Linked DNA regions of Mus musculus: all the other regions are linked to region 2. The links are chromatin contacts, called in public HiCAR-type and promoter capture Hi-C maps. All regions are on one chromosome and are shown on one strand. The core of a region is the stretch at or near the end of the contact, and the rest is flanking DNA. Distances in the headings are between cores, read along the strand shown. Region 1 holds the start of Tspyl5 (testis-specific protein, Y-encoded-like 5). Region 2 holds the start of Cct5 (chaperonin containing Tcp1, subunit 5 (epsilon)). Region 3 holds the start of Pop1 (processing of precursor 1, ribonuclease P/MRP family, (S. cerevisiae)).

The links. Promoter capture Hi-C pulls out the DNA fragments that hold promoters and counts their contacts. HiCAR-type assays count read pairs that join an accessible place to other places.
Region 1: a promoter capture Hi-C map of hippocampal neurons shows a contact between it and region 2, with 6 times the contacts expected there. The contact joins the promoter of Tspyl5 here to the promoter of Cct5 in region 2. A contact is called at or near these places in 2 of 39 promoter capture datasets (hippocampal neurons and stem cell-derived epiblast-like cells) and 1 of 115 datasets of contacts at active chromatin or transcription factors (astrocytes).
Region 3: a contact with region 2 is called in a HiCAR-type map of astrocytes, with 6 times the contacts expected there. The contact joins the promoter of Pop1 here to the promoter of Cct5 in region 2. A contact is called at or near these places in 1 of 39 promoter capture datasets (pre-B cells), 1 of 484 Hi-C or Micro-C datasets (embryonic stem cells) and 1 of 115 datasets of contacts at active chromatin or transcription factors (astrocytes).

Annotation. Positions count from the first base shown.
Region 1 is chr15:33,686,270-33,689,411 of GRCm38.p6, reverse strand. It overlaps Tspyl5 (testis-specific protein, Y-encoded-like 5), which reads left to right and starts at 1,529. Exons shown (of 1, transcript NM_001085421.1): 1 at 1,529-3,142. The coding sequence starts at 1,615. The coding sequence ends at 2,835.
Region 2 is chr15:31,600,375-31,603,195 of GRCm38.p6, reverse strand. It overlaps Cct5 (chaperonin containing Tcp1, subunit 5 (epsilon)), which reads left to right and starts at 1,350. Exons shown (of 11, transcript NM_007637.3): 1 at 1,350-1,595. The coding sequence starts at 1,491. It overlaps Atpsckmt (ATP synthase C subunit lysine N-methyltransferase), which reads right to left and starts at 1,080. Exons shown (of 5, transcript NM_026546.3): 1 at 1,047-1,080. The coding sequence starts at 1,059.
Region 3 is chr15:34,493,630-34,496,854 of GRCm38.p6, reverse strand. Pop1 (processing of precursor 1, ribonuclease P/MRP family, (S. cerevisiae)) reads right to left here and starts at 1,544. Exons shown (of 16, transcript NM_026340.3): 1 at 1,440-1,544. Rida (reactive intermediate imine deaminase A homolog) reads left to right here and starts at 1,609. Exons shown (of 6, transcript NM_008287.3): 1 at 1,609-1,802. The coding sequence starts at 1,738.

The sequences.
Region 1 (3,142 bases), core at 280-2,779, 2.1 Mb before region 2:
TGTAGCCGAGGATGGCCCTGTGGCATATCAATGGGAAGAGAGACCCTTGGTCCTGTGAAAATTCAATGCCCCAGTGTAGGGAAGAATTCAATGCCAGAATAGGGAAGCAGGAGTGGGTGGGCTGGTAAGCAGGTGGGTAGGAGGGATGGGATAGGGGGAAACAAGGAAAGGGTATAACATTTTAAATGTAAATAAAGAAAATATCTAAAATAAATAAAAATAAAAGCTGGCCGAGAGCTTGTTAACATTTAGTTGCTGATCTAGTAGTTCTTGTGCACCTTGAGCAAGCTTCCATATCCTGCCCAACGGCTAGGCTTACTTCTCTGTTTTTCACTGCAAGGGTGTTGTGGTGTTTGAACCTGGAAGATCCACTCAGAAAGTTTCTCTTCACATTTGTCATGCATTCCCTCAGTACTCATGGTGCTGTAGCCCTGCTATAGGATATGAGGTTTCTTTAGGAGTGCCAGACAGGTTTTCTGGCTGATTCTCTGTAGGCTATGAAAAATTTCTAGGGCTCCCTCCCTCACTACTCCTGTAAACCCTCTGTCTCAAAAATCTCACCTGGAAATCCTTCTCTACTCCTAGAATGGTATTTTTATTCTATGTGTGTCCTATCCCAATTACAGGAGCTTGGACTCAGGCCTGTTATTTCTGGCTCTGGACTGGGATTCACAGCGTTACTCTGTGTAGACCTGAGGCAGCTGGAGGATTTGTGCCTAGGCAAGGAGTTTGGAATTTGTTAACATGCTGAACAGCTTAGGAGTCACCATAGCCATTTGCAAAGGGCCAACAGATTATGGTAGCATGGTAACATAATTAGGCCAAGCCTTTTTCTCCTTCGCTGTATAGTCTCCAGAATGTTCCTTAGTATCCCTCTCCTCTCCACCTGCTCTTCCTCCTCCTCACTAAGGACTGAATCCTCCTCCTCACTAAGGACTGAATCCAGGACTTCCCACATGCTGAGTAACTGTTTTATCACTGAGATGTAACTAACACCAGCCCTCAGTTGCCATTTTATCAGGAAACTGGGAACAAGAATACCTCCTTCAAGAACAGAGATAATGTAAAATTAGTATTCAGTAAAATGCCTTGTATGTTACTTTTTTATTCTTTCTAAGTCATTTTACATAAATATTATGGTTCTGGCTTTCACATTCCCTAGAGTTGAATCGTTGGGACAAATCTTACAGTAGAATAATTATGTAATGAGACAGACATGCCGATGACCAATTAATTATGAGAGATGTCACAGAAAATAACAGAAGAGGAAAAATACTTAGAAAATTGATGGAGACGGTAGTGGGTGCCTTTACGATGTCACTGTAGGAGCAATGGCTCTGTCTTATGAACCCCTGGGGACACGCTTGCTATCAATGATAGGAGATGAGTCAGCAACACTACCAAGGCCAAGCACAGGTGGAAACTAACTTTCTAACTGCAAAATAAGACTAAGGGCGTGTAGCATGTGAGGGTGGGCTGGTACGCAGCCGCTGAGCGGAGCCAATCACTGGGTGCAGTGGGTCCTGCCGTGGTGACGTCACGGTTGCCATGGAGAGGCCAGCTTCGTAGAGACCCTGGGCTGGTAGCGGCTTTGAAACCTTGTTCTCTGGCACCATGAGCGGACGGAGTAGGGGTCGAAAGTCTTCCCGCGCCAAAGGCCGGGGCAAAGGCCGGGCCAGAGCCCGGGTCCGGGCCGCTGCGGAAGACGCCTGGCACGACGAAAAGCCACCACAGAGCCCGCGGCTCGGGGAGGACTCCGCGGCCGCGCAGGTGCAGGCCGGCGCAGCTCAAGGAGGCGCCGAACCAGCCGAGCTGCGGGAAGAGGCGGCCTGCCGCCTCCCGCTGGACTGCGGCCTGGCGTTGCGGGCTCGGGCTGCAGACGAGCGCGGGCTGGCGGCCCCTGATCCGGACCTGGAGAGGGCCCGTTCCCTCGCCGAGCGCCTGACCAGCGACACCAGCTTCGTGGGAACCGTGGGAGCCTTGGCGAAGCTGCGACGCGGCTCCCGCATTGGAAATCGGCGAGTCCCCGGGAGGAAGGCCCCAGATACTCGGAGCGCCACGGGGAGGGGACCTCAGGCCACAGTTAGTGGGAAGCCGAAGATGGCCTCTGCGGGGTTGTGCGCCGCTGCTCCAGTGGGGGAGGAAAAAAAGATGACAGAGAAGCATGCTGGGGCAGGGTCTCCCGCGACAGTGGGCAGCATGGATACCCTAGAGACGGTCCAGCTAAAGCTAGAGACCATGAATGCACAGGCTGACAGGGCATATCTCAGGCTTTCACGCAAGTTTGGCCAGTTGCGACTTCACCACTTAGAGCGCCGGAACCTCCTCATCCAGAGCATTCCGGGCTTCTGGGGGCAAGCTTTTCAGAACCATCCCCAGCTGTCAGCTTTTCTGAATACCAAAGATAAGGAGGTATTGAGCTATTTGAACAGACTGGAGGTGGAAGAACTTGGCCTTGCCAGGTTGGGCTACAAAATCAAGTTCTACTTTGGCCGAAACCCCTATTTCCAAAACAAGGTGCTCATTAAGGAATATGGCTGTGGTCCATCCGGTCAAGTGGTGTCTCGTTCAGCTCCAATCCAGTGGCTCCCAGGCCATGATCTACAATCCCTAAGCAAGGAAAACCCAGAAAACAATGGTAGCTTCTTTGGGTGGTTTTCAAATCACAGCTCTATTGAGTCTGACAAGATTGTTGAGATAATTAATGAGGACCTGTGGCCCAATCCTCTACAGTACTACCTGATCAGTGAAGAAGCCCGTGGAGAGAAAGGAAAGGAAGAAAGGCCAGGTCCAGCAAAACTGAGCCCTGCACCTGCAGTGAGGCAGCCCAACTGATCCGACACAGATCTCCCTACCACCTCTTGCTGGACCTGTTAGGCTGACCACGTGGGTTTGGTTGTCTGCCTTCTGTTCATACCATACATGGTAGCCACTTTGGACTTATCTTCAAGAATGTGACATTTGTGATAATATTCTCTGCTTCCCCATGACCTCACCTTGTCACAATAGTGTTGCATGTGTGACATTCTCACTGTTTGTGTATCAATCACTTCTGATATATGACTTTCTCTACACTATCCAGTCCCTGTTCTTGGCTCTGGCTCTTCCCACTTTCCTTTCACCTGGACATTCTGAGTCATTG
Region 2 (2,821 bases), core at 101-2,600:
CCACCAACAGTGGAATGGATACAGTGTGGTGTACATACACACAGAGCTTTATTCAACTGTAAACTAATGACTCAGAACCATCATGTTTTCGCTCAGATGCAGAATCTTGTTGTATACAAGTGTGTGTGCTGTGTTGAGAGGGAAGACCAGGAGGAGAGAGGATAATGAGGACAGCTTATAGGTCAATGGCAAGGTACAATTACATATATATATATGAATGAAAATGTCACAATGAAACCTTGTTTGTGTTAACTTTAAAAACCTTGTCCTGACATAATGTCAATCTGTGTCATGTAACAGCACAGACCTGAAAGCTAGCCTACTGTCATACAGGTTATATGCACTCTAATTTTGAGTACCTAATAAAAACAGACAATACGGCAGGGACAGTTTCTGTTCTGTGGGGTACGAGTGGAGAGACTGGAAACTCGTCACAAATAAATCCGAGCTTATAAAATGAATCGTGATTTCTGGCAGACGTACCGTGCAGTTACCCTTACGGGGTATCTTTCTAACAGCAAAACGCTGAGAACAAGAGACTCTGAGCACCAGCCGGTGCTACTTTGTCTCCACCTACAGTACACGCGCGGGGAAGGCCCAGGATCTGTGTAACCTGGGAAGTTAAGGACAAATACTATGTGCTGACGACCAGGCACGTCCAGCAACCTTGTGAAGTAGGCATTATCATTATTATTATTATTATTGTTTTTGTTGCTATTATTTTGTCATTATTGTTGTTGTTATTGCTGTTATTATTGTTATTATTATTATTATTATTATTATCTTTGCAGACAAGAAAACAAAGCTACAGGCTCAATAGCTTCCAAGCAGCAGCTCGTCCACCGCAGGGTGGATTCCAGCCGACCTAGGATCGGGCTGAGCAGTGAGTCTTGTGCACGGAGGTGCGGACAGCAGCCCCCAGCAAGCACTGTGGTAGCCACGACCGGCGCGGGACGGAGAGCACCGCAGCCACGCGCGCCCGATCCCCACAAGCGCCCGCGCCACAGACAACTATATCGCCCGCCGCCAGGCCGGTCAAACCTCACCTACTCGCTCCATCGCGCGTTCCGGGGAGACCGGAAGTGGAATCTACCAACGTCTTAGAGCCCGGGCGGCAATCAAAGAAAAGAAAAATATCTTAAGGAAATAAGCTCCCCGCTGCAACTCTGGATTCAAAAACTTTGAAAACTTAAATCCTTGAATCAGTGACTACATTATGTCTAGTATTAGCATTTGTGTGCTAGACGTCGCCTTCTAAGTTTCGAACACCCCCCCCCTCGGTTCGTGGAAAACGGACGTTCCCAACAGCGGCCGATTCCAGAAGCTACTCTGCGGCGTAAAAAAAGTCACTGTTGAAAAGTAAGTCGCGGGGTCTGCACTGCGCATGCGCGGGATTCTGCGTCCTCTCGCGAGAGGGAGGTGCGGTGTGTCTCTCTTCCCGAGTGGTCCCCGCTGGTTACTGGAGGAGCGCTCGTTCTAGTTCGTCCACCATGGCGTCCGTGGGGACCCTCGCCTTCGATGAGTATGGGCGCCCCTTTCTCATTATCAAGGACCAAGATCGCAAGTCCCGTCTCATGGGGCTTGAGGCCCTCAAGGTAACGGCCCGGAACGCGAAGCCGCGGGATGAAGGGAGTGGGCCGGAGCGCTTGTGCGCCTGCGCTGGCGAGAGAGCAGCTCGGCCATGTGCTGGCCCGAAAGCTCGAGAATCTCCGGTGCCGGGGAGCCCCTTTGGGCTCTAGGGTCACATCCCCGCTCTGGCTGCGGGAGAGGGCGTAGAGGCCTTCGTCCCACGGTGGGGTAGGGAGAGCGATCCGCCGCTTCAGAGCTGGGTGGGGTCGCATCCCCAGCTCACCGGGCGGGCGAGCAGGCCTGCGCCGGTGCATCTGTAACATCTGTAAGTCGCTTGTCCCTTAGAAGCGGGGCTGTCCCGAAAGGGAGAAAACTAGTGAGAAACGTGCACAGGACAGACCGAATGGCTGCTTGTAGGAAAGGGACCGTAAAGTCCCTTGGGCCAGAAAACGCATGGTGGTGACTTTTGGAGTGGAAGGAGAGAGTTTCAGTGGAGCACAGTTGGCCGCAATTGAGGATAGTTTCCTAAAGGGAAACAAAGAAGTTACCCTGAGGGAAGGCAGAGCCGAAGTGTTGAGTCGGAAGGCATGTCTCACAGAAGGAGAGGAATAAGAAAGGCTACCCAAGAGCCGGTGCTAGGCCCCCAGAGGAGAAAGGAGTGACAGTCACTGGTGTTGCCACAAAAAGCTCAGAGGAAGGAGGGAGCCCCATTTTAGGTTGTATTGTGCCAGTCGTGCCTCCAGGTTTGAGGTGCCCTGGTTGACCTGGTGTTAGGGAAATCCCTCGGTGAGTTCTCTATCAAACCGAATTTCTGACAGGTGTTTTGGAGTGGCTGCAGAAGTGGACATAGCAACTGAGGCCTGGTAGATGCTTGGTTCTCTTTGCCTTCAGCTTGTGCGCGTTGTGTGTTGACTTGTGTACTGGCTAGTTTTGTGTCGACTTGTGTACTGGCTGGTTTTCTGTCAACTTGACACAGGATGGAATTATCACAGAGAAAGGAGCTTCAGTTGGGGAAGTACCTCCACGAAATCCAGCTGTGGGGCATTTTCTCAATTAGTGATCAAGGGGGAAAGACCCCTTGTGGGTGGTGCCATCTCTGGGCTGGTAGTCTTGATTCTATAAGAGAGCAGGCTGAGCAAGCCAGGGGAAGCAAGCCAATAAGTAACATCCCTCCATGGCCTCTGCATCAGCTCCTGCTTCCTGACTTGCTTGAGTTCCAGTCCTGACTTCCTTTGGTGATTAACAGCAATGT
Region 3 (3,225 bases), core at 295-2,794, 2.9 Mb before region 2:
GTTCAGCAGTGACATCCCATGCTTACACACCATACAACACCAACAAATACTGCCTGAAACAGCTCAGCCAAGATCCCAGGCAAGTTATGAACCCAGTGTTCTTACTGTACATACAGGTTTATGCTCTTAAGAAACAATGTTATACAGGCTGGTGAGATGGCTCAGAGGCTAAGAGCACTGGCTGCTCTTCCAGAGGTCATGAGTTCAATTCCCAGCAACCACGTGGTGGCTCACAAAACATCTATAGGGGGATCTGATATCCTCTTCAGGCAGGCAGATATATATGCAGCAGAGCACTCGTACATTAAATAAAGAAAAAGAAAAAAAAGGAAACAATGATATAAAAACAGGCCTAAATTTCTCTTTAAATTGTTCTCATGCCGCACGTCTTTGGATTGTGCTGGGCTGCATTGTTTGATTTAAAAAACTAGTTTGAAATTGAGTTGCTGGGTTAAATTTTATATTTTTTAAATCATTAATTTGGATTTGGGATTGAGATAGACTTTTCCAACAACTGGCCCTAATTATAGTTCCGACTGTACTACATATTTAGGCAAAATAGCATCTCATCACTGACTATTATAAAAATCAAACAACAAATCAGCTCTAAAAAAAAAAAAAAAAAGCCGGGCGTGGGGGCCCACGCTTTTAATCCCAGCACTCGGGAGGCAGAGGCAGGTAGATTTCTGAGTTCGAGGCCAGCCTGGTCTACAAAGTGATTTCCAGGACAGCCAGGGCTATCCAGAGAAACCCTCTCAAAAAACAAACAAACAAAAACAAAACAAACAAACAAACAAACAAAACCACTTTAGATGCTTTATGTCTTGCAGTATCAAATACTCTACCAAAACTCGTATTTATGAAAAAATAAACATACACACATCTATTTAGAGAGTAAAAATTAGTTTTTATCTTTCTCAAAAGGCAAAATTATACCAGCTACACTAAAGAATTGTTTTAAATATACTTCCTTATGATATATTATCAGTTACTAATTAGTACATCTTCTTATCTACCCAGGTTCGTTAGTGAGAAAGCTGAAGTCGTGAGCTAGGAGAAGATGACTCGCCTCCGGAAAGCAGACCCCGGTCTGCTCAAATCTTGAGGCGATCATGCATAGAAAGGAAGCACGGGATGGCGAAAGGCAGACAACCCACACCTCTGCTTGGTTCCCCGGAATGACCCATCCCTGTCCTTTACGGTACCCAGAAAGGGATACAAGCGCATTCCCAGAGGGGATTCCGCCTGGCAGGGCAACGATAAGCATAAAAACGAGCACAGGAGCCTGAGGCTCTGGACTGCAAGAGGGCCCGCCCGGGCAGCATGGACCTCCCCAAGTGAAAAGCGCCGCAAGCCGAAGCCGCCACTGTGGGCAAGCCCCCACGCGAGGCCCCCGCGAGCTGGCGGCCCCGGCTAAGCATTAGTGCCTCACCACCAACCTGCCAAAAGTTCCGAGGGCTTCGCCGGTAAGAATGACAAGGTTCTGAGATCCCTAGAAGCTCCCACCACAGAGGGTGAGCGAGCGGGCTGAGGGCGCGTGCGCAGCACGGCTTCTTCCTCCACGTGTCCCGGAGTCGCTTGTAAACTACAATTCCCATCGGGCCGTGCGAATTCGCACGGGGCTGTCCCTGAACTAAAACTCTTTTGCCTAGGGCTGTCTGGTCAGTGGACAAGAGTGGGTGTAGTTACTTACCATCGTTTCTTCTTCTGGAGGGTCTTCAAGAGGGAAGGATTAGCATGTCGTCCATAATCAGAAAGGTGATCAGCACCACAAAAGCCCCGGCGGCCATTGGTCCCTACAGGTAATGTTTTTTACTGTAGCTCTGAAGGACCAGGTAGGTGCAGTGTTGCAAGTTTGGAGCTTTGGCCCCTGCTGGTCCGAGCAAAAGAGAGTCTTAGAACGCGCGAAGAAACTAAGTTCAGAAAGAGTACAGTGTATCCAAATCCCTCAGAGAATGGGGGAGCCCTGGTGCTACCAGAAACTTGCACTCCTAAGATCTTGCCCCCATCTGGAGCTGCCGGGGCCCCGAAGGCGAGCTTGCTACATGCTTTCTCTGGTTAGAAGTGGCATCACCCCAACCCCCTTGCCTTTCGTCTTGGTGGCTTCTAGTTTTGGTTTTTGTAACAATTTTATTAAGATAGAATAAACAACCCATAGAATTCTCATTCTGTTAGTGGGTTCAATTCAGTGGCTTTTACTATGCCCAAAAGTTGTGTAGCCATCATCACTTTCTATTCTCAAAACATTTACATCCAACCTAAAATAAGGTTTATACCATTAGCATTTATTCCACATGGCATCTTTCCCCAGCTCCTTACAACCACCCATTTATTTCCTCTCCATCACTATAGGGTTTATCTGTTAAAGACGTTTGCTATAAAAAGTATAATACACTGTTTGGTCCTCTGTGACAGGCTTCTTTTACTAGCATGAAGTTTGATCTAACCCTTTCTTAATTTACAAGATATGCTTGTCTCATTTGGACAGTACTCAGCAAATACCTGTATGTCTATCCTAGTCTCTGGCTTCTATAACGTGTAGGAATGCAATGATGCTTATGAATGGTTTATCCATGCCTATTTACCACTAATATCAAATGCAAGTAACACCAAAGGTGATCTTCTGAGATTATCCTATATACTAGAGCTAACCATATATGTACTGGAAAAATAAAAACTACCCTTTGGCATTTATCTCTGCTTACCAGAAGTGCTTTTAAATAGAAATGGTACTTTCTTTTCACTTCCTTCTGTGGGTGCTATGAAGGACAGACTAACTTTGTAGCTCAGACTAACCTAGAACCTGCTGTTCTCCTGTTTGAGCATTCCTAGTGCTGACGTGAAGACCAGCACACTTAACTTAAAACCTTGTTCCTCAAAATACCTCAGCTTTAAAAATCACTGTATTGTATCTTATATAACTTTCTCCTCTCTAACTTCTAAGTCTTCACTAAAACGTATCTAGAGCCAATTCCTTTTGAAAAAGTCATTTCTGACACAGTGTCTCTTTGCTGTCAATCAAAACTGAAGATTTTCTTCGGCTGCAACATTAGTACTGTAGAAGATGTGTAGTGCATGCCAAGTATTTAGCTGATTCAAAAATGTGTAAGAAGTAATCCGACATAGGCCTTCACCTATAAAAGGAAAAGAAGCAGTAATGTAGCAAATGTTACATGACAGGCACTATGACAACTAACTACCTTTAAGTTGTCTCTCCATTTTACA